Linked DNA regions of Mus musculus: region 1 is linked to region 2. Evidence: chromatin contacts called from public HiChIP or PLAC-seq data. All regions are on one chromosome and are shown on one strand. Each heading gives the region's core, a stretch centred on a gene start, on an enhancer-like site or on the middle of the called end of the contact. The rest is flanking DNA. Distances are from core to core; before and after follow the strand shown. Region 1 has its middle 34 kb from the start of Gm29856. Region 2 overlaps Sdccag8 (serologically defined colon cancer antigen 8).

What was found. HiChIP or PLAC-seq counts read pairs in DNA pulled down with a chosen protein or histone mark.
Region 1: a contact with region 2 is called in an H3K4me3 HiChIP or PLAC-seq map of bone marrow-derived macrophages, with 4 times the contacts expected there. The contact joins two enhancer-like sites. A contact is called at or near these places in 1 of 484 Hi-C or Micro-C datasets (granulocyte-monocyte progenitors), 3 of 115 datasets of contacts at active chromatin or transcription factors (astrocytes, bone marrow-derived macrophages and embryonic stem cells) and 1 of 9 other capture datasets (embryonic stem cells).

What each region holds. Positions count from the first base shown.
Region 1 is chr1:177,488,420-177,491,343 of GRCm38.p6, reverse strand. No RefSeq gene overlaps it. Among named protein-coding and RNA genes, the nearest start is that of Gm29856, 34 kb to the right of the region's middle. Within about 2 kb of position 1,388, at least 71 of the 459 cell types and tissues checked have an H3K27ac peak or open chromatin away from gene starts, as enhancers often do. A contact at or near this core is called in bone marrow-derived macrophages and granulocyte-monocyte progenitors, where this site is marked.
Region 2 is chr1:176,995,850-176,998,734 of GRCm38.p6, reverse strand. The region is part of intron 16 of Sdccag8 (serologically defined colon cancer antigen 8); the gene reads right to left. Among named protein-coding and RNA genes, the nearest start is that of Gm15423, 56 kb to the right of the region's middle. Within about 2 kb of position 1,589, at least 115 of the 459 cell types and tissues checked have an H3K27ac peak or open chromatin away from gene starts, as enhancers often do. A contact at or near this core is called in bone marrow-derived macrophages and granulocyte-monocyte progenitors, where this site is marked.

The sequences.
Region 1 (2,924 bases), core at 139-2,638, 490 kb before region 2:
GCATACGCACGACCTTCAAAAACCCCAAATCAGGAAGTAAGTACCAGTCTACATTTATTTTCAGGTCAACAAAAAGAGTCTCCTTCAAAAAAACGAAACAAAACACATACATGCAAAACAAAACAAAAACCAAAAGAAACAAACAAAAAAACTTTCAAAAATAACAAACTCTGTTGCAATGTGTGCATCTCTGCTAGGAAGTGGATGCTGCTGGCTTGTCACGGCTAGGGCCAGCGCTTGAGTGATGTATGTGGGGAGATGATAGATTTGAGCTGATCCATCTCCTCTCCCAGGTTGCCTGGTCCCCTCTGTGACCAATGGCAAGTATTTGTGAGACAGCTGGCTGGATGAGGGGTGAGGGAGGCTGTGTTTCTAACTCACCGGCCTCTGCACAGATCAAAGGCTCATTAGCATTTCACTCTCACCAAATCAACTTATTGGCTCAGATGATCTGTATTGCTTTAAACCTTTCGACAGCTGTAGAATTTGTCAACTAGGCAGGGTTAGGATCTGGTTTTTGACACTTCAGTACACAACCCCTGCACTACAAGTACCATTTCCGTGGTAATTCTAGGGTTTTGTGTTTGGTTTTGTTTGTTTGGAAGGATAACTTTTTTTTAAAAAAAATTATTCCCCAAAGGAATAAAACGCTAAGTTTGGGTTATAAATGTGATGTCTAGTCAGAAGAAAATTGAGGGGAAAAAAATCTTCACCTCACATATCAATCAAATTACTCAAAAGGTGAACTCAGACTCTCTGGTAAGAAGCACAAGGCTGGGGAATTACAGACAATGTTGCTTGTGCTTCTCGGGCTGTACAGTGTCACTGCTTCTGGGCTCATCAAGCATCATTAAAGTGGACAATATGGAAGCTATTGCCTTCTAATTCCCACTTCATTACTTTCCTCTCCTTTACTTGTGTATTTCTGTATCGATTGATTTATGTTGGATACAGGGTCTGATTATGGTGCCCAAGCTGGTTTCGAACTCCTGTGTTCAAGCGACCCTCCTGCCTCAGCTCCCAGACAGCTGGGATAGATAGATCTGTGTCACCAGTCTGCTGGGAATTCAGTCCTGTCACCTGACTGCTATGGAAACACAATCTCCTTCCTGTGCCTCCCAGATAGAGAACGAATTACCAGAACCAGAGATGCGTCCCTTGGATAAACTCTGGCATGATTTTTTTTTTTTAAACTCAGAGACTCTTTTAAAAATGCAAATGGTCTGGTTAGAAGGCCACGAGACTCACTTTTCCTAGAACGGACACTGAGGCAGAAGTGGGAACTTTCTGTTTTGTCTCTATTTGACAGAGGCTCTCCAGTTCTCTGTGTCGGGTGCCCAGTCTTTTGAAACAGGAAGCACATGGGCTGCTTTGCCTTTCTTTCTCCTTTTAAGAACCAACTGGTTCCCTTTTTTGGGGTGGCGTGGAAGGGAAGGAAAGCAGCAGCCTGCTTTCCACATGGGGTCCAGACGTGTATTTTGTGCATCCCACTTTCCAGCAAGGCCACAGCGTAATACTGACCGTGAAGCTGACATTCCAGGAAGGACTGAGAAGGCTGTGCCCTCCTCACTGTCAGGGACCCTTGTCTACCAGTCTGGTTCACTGAGAGTCTATCCTGAGACAGCCAGATGCTTAAGCTGGTGGCATCAAATAAAATAATGGAAACGGCCATTTCCCAAAATGAAATCATGAAAACTACATAAACATCTCTCTCTCTCTCTCTCTCTCTCTCTCTCTCTCTCTCTCTCTCTCTCTCTCTCGGCTTAAAATTTAAAAAAATGTTAAAAAAAAAAAAAACAAAAACCTCGCCTTGCACGGCGAGCAAGCAAGAAACAGCTGTTGAGAGGATGGCATAATGGATAACGGCTCTGGCGAGCAGCTCGGAGAGGATGGCTCTGTGGTCCTAGGCAGGGGTGAGGATGCTCCTGGCAGGGAGAAGAGAGGACGAGAGGATAATCAATCAAGTCAGGAATGCCAACCATTGCGTTTCCAGTGAGGACTTGCTTCTCAGTAGGCTGCATTTTCCCACTCATAATTCTCTTCAGTGGAACACACACACACACACACAAGTGAGAGAGGGAGGGAGAGAGAGAGAGAGAGAGAGAGAGAGAGAGAGAGAGAGAGAGAGAGAGAGAGGGAGGGAGAGAGAGAGAACACACTTTAAGGAAGGACCTTTTTGCTATTCTTTGCTAAGCATGTCGTCATTCATGCAAAGGCCCAGTCTCACTACCTTAGGATGCAGGACCTACATTAATGTAAATTAAAAATGACTTGAACCTATGGTCCCACCTGCAGAGATAGCAGAGGTAGGAGGATTGCTTGAGCCCAAGAGTCAGAAACCTGGACAACATATCAAGAATCCATCTTCTCTGAGAAAAATAAAAGGGCCGGGTGATCAGTGTGGTGGTACAGCAGACTCTGGAGTAGGGCTCCAATCCTCAGTACTATGCCCCACCCAGAGGAGATGAAGGAGACACGTGAGTCAAAGATTTCAGTGTTCCCTGAGCCTGTGTGTTAGAGTATCCATCCTGAGATCTCTTTTATAATACCCCTTGCGCAGCATTTTTATATGGACTAACTAATATGTCTACTATTTAATGTCTGTTCACTTTTTTAATAGTTTAAAACCTTTCCCTGGCGTATCTATCAAGAGTCTGGCCGTACTTATTTATACAAGGTTAAATTGTTCACAGATTAATCTGCCAGTACACGACTTAAACGATGTTAACGAAATGTGTCACCGAGCCTAGTTAGCAGCATGCCTTCACATCCAGATTGAGCATATTGTTAGCACTGGGTAGTTTTTTTTTTTTAATCCTATGCATTTTACTAAAAATAGTCTACCAAAAGAAAATCTGCTGTAATTTAATTGTGCTTAAAAAAAAAAATCCATCATCTGCCAGGAATTAGTTACATTAACATTA
Region 2 (2,885 bases), core at 340-2,839:
TTTTTTTTTTTTTTTTTTTTTTTTTTTTTGGTTTTTTTGAGACAGGGTTTCTCTGTGTAGCCCTGGCTGTCCTGGAACTCACTCTGTAGACCAGGCTGGCCTCGAACTCAGAAATCCGCCTACCACCAAGTGTGACCGTGATGGTCTCAGAGGGGCCTAGGGGCTTTGCGCTCTAATTTTGTAAGGCTCCCCTGCACTGAATGATGGGCAGAAGATAAAGGGCCTTGTACCCAGTCCTAGGAGACAGAGGCCAAAGGAGCTGCATTTTCAAAACAAAAGTTCTGGGTTGTGCTAATCGCTAAGCATGTCCCCCTACCTGCCATTTCCTTGTTTGGTGTGGGCAGAGACACAAGGGTCCTGACAGCAGATCAGGACAGGAAGGCAACACCGCTGTACAGGCCGTGCACGGCGCCTTCTCACCCGGCCGGCCACTCCTCACTGGCTGCCCGGCACCATTTTGAGAGGTAATGGTCAGGGACTATGCGTACTCCCTGACCCCGAGAATACACTAACTCACCCTTGGAGATCATTTTCAGCCAAACCAAAGGTAGACTTTGATTTCTCCCTCTGGATGCTGCCAACAAACTGCTTCTGTCTTAGTTTTCAGAGAAGAGGAGCAGCTGTGCACTTAGATCCTGCACCGCCTGCTCTGAACCCAGGCCGCACCCCGCCCAGACAACAGCGACAGCCTCCAGTGCGGCTGGCCACCCCGTGCTGGGCAATTGTCCTCCTGCAGGTGCAGCCAGCCACAGGGCTCCGCATGGGCCACGGGGGCGCGCCCGCCTGTTCCGCCTCTGGATACCGGTGGCTTGGCCAGCACCCCCTGCCCACCATGAGAGGGCCGGCACCTGCAGGGGCCGGCTGGGTGCCTAGCATCTGGCTAGGGAGGCTCCACAGGGGCTCCCGGGGCCTCTGGACTTTGGCAGAAGGAGGGGATTAAAGCGAGCTGGCAGTTGAGGGAGGAGATGGGTGAAAGCTTCATTAACTCCATGCTCGCGGCCCAATTTCATTCTCCTGAGAAGCAATGTGAAAAACAGGTTGATTTCCCGGCGATGCAAGAGGTGCTGTGGGTTTGTATTTGCTGTCTTTAATTCTAATTCCTTATTGGTAAACAAATAAGTGAATCATTGTTTGTTGATGATCATGGACGACCCAATTTTTAATTAAAGAGAAAAAAATCTTGGCTAATAGAGAGGCCAAAGAAATATTACCGCTCGTTTTAATTTCTATGAAGTAATTAAGCTTCTCTTGTGACTTAATTGAAACTGGCAAGACTTAAGAACTCACTCAAAGAGGTGACAATCAAAAGGTGCTGGATGACCCCCCCCCCCAGCGGGTTTTCCGATCAACCCTCAAATGTGCCCTGGAAAACTGTACCCGTGAGTCCTTGAAAATATTTCCAGTGGGCATGCTTTATGCCCAGGCCTTCATTCTTGATTTTTGCCCCTCTACAAAGTTACACTTTAGAGTTTCACTTGTAAGCCCTACTTAGAAATTCCCCTCCAAATGCTTTGTCTGCTCGATCTCCTGAGCTGCCCTCATATTTCAGTTTCCAGACACTCTTGAACTTTGCAGACAGCGCCAGTTTGAGCCTGCACAGAACAATCAGCCAGCGTATCAGTTCCCCTCAGAGACAGTGAGATTTCTCTAGCACAATCTGCCCAACCTGAACTCCTTCCTTCAGAAACATTTTGCGTTTAGAAAGAAACTCGCAGCTGAGCCTCCTAAGAAGCGACATGTAACAGACAGTGCGTGTGGTGCGGGGCGGGCAGCTCGGAATGAAAAGAGAATTTTGTACTTGGTTTCTTCAGCGCCATGCTCATAATGTACACGTGGCCGAAACTGACATCAGACAGGGAAAGTAAGACGCTGGGGGGAGGGGCATGTGAGGGCGGTGGAAAGACAGAAAATATGTTGATAAAAACAGGAACTTCTGTTAATCTACATTTTCCAGTCACTGTCTTAATTAAGAATGTTAGGAAATATGTTACAGTTTAATTGCATTGTTTCAAGAAACTCAGAGGCTGACAAATTCCAGGCTGTGTACACTTGGAAAGAAAATGGGATCCGATTGACAGTTTCTTCTAATTGGCGAATAACAATCAGAATTAGGCTTTTCACAGATACAGGCCCCCAATGAATCCCAAATTCACAAGACAGAGTAAGAATATCCTAACCTTCAATGTGTTAGCAAAAAATGGGCTTGGGGAGGAAAAAAAAGAGAGAAGCTGGCGTGCTCAAGTGTGTAAGAGCACAATTTACAACACAAACACCAATAGTTATTTAAGATGTCCTTGTTAAGAATCTCCACAGGATTTCTAGATGACCCCATTTAACAAGAACAAAGCCAGAAACCATGCCAGTCTGCAGACACATGCCATCTCTAACCGCCTTTCTGCTACTCCAACCTAGTTACACAGGACCTGGCTTCCACCTTCTTTCTGCAGGAGGCTGTGTGTTGCTACAACAGACAAAGAAGAACGCACTGTGGCTGTTCCATGTTCTGAGGGAAGCTGTGCTAGACACACACCTCACATGGCTCTGGTTTTTCATGTTTTTATTATTTTAATGTGCATGTGTACATATGAGTATGATATGTGTGTGCACCTGTGTCTGTGTGTGTGTCTGTCTGTCTGCATGCATGCATGCATGCATGCGTGTGTAATATATGTGAAAATTCAGAAAACAACTTTATGGAGTTGGTTCTCTCCTTCTACCTTGATGGGTATCGAACTCAGAGCACCAGGCTTGCACGGTGAATAGCTTTATGTGCTGATCCAAGTGGTCAGCTCACTATGTCAATTCTACCCTTTCCTTGGTTCTGTGTGTGGGGAGGGCGTCCAGCTGGGGTCAGACATGATAGGCAAGGCATCAATATTCGGTAT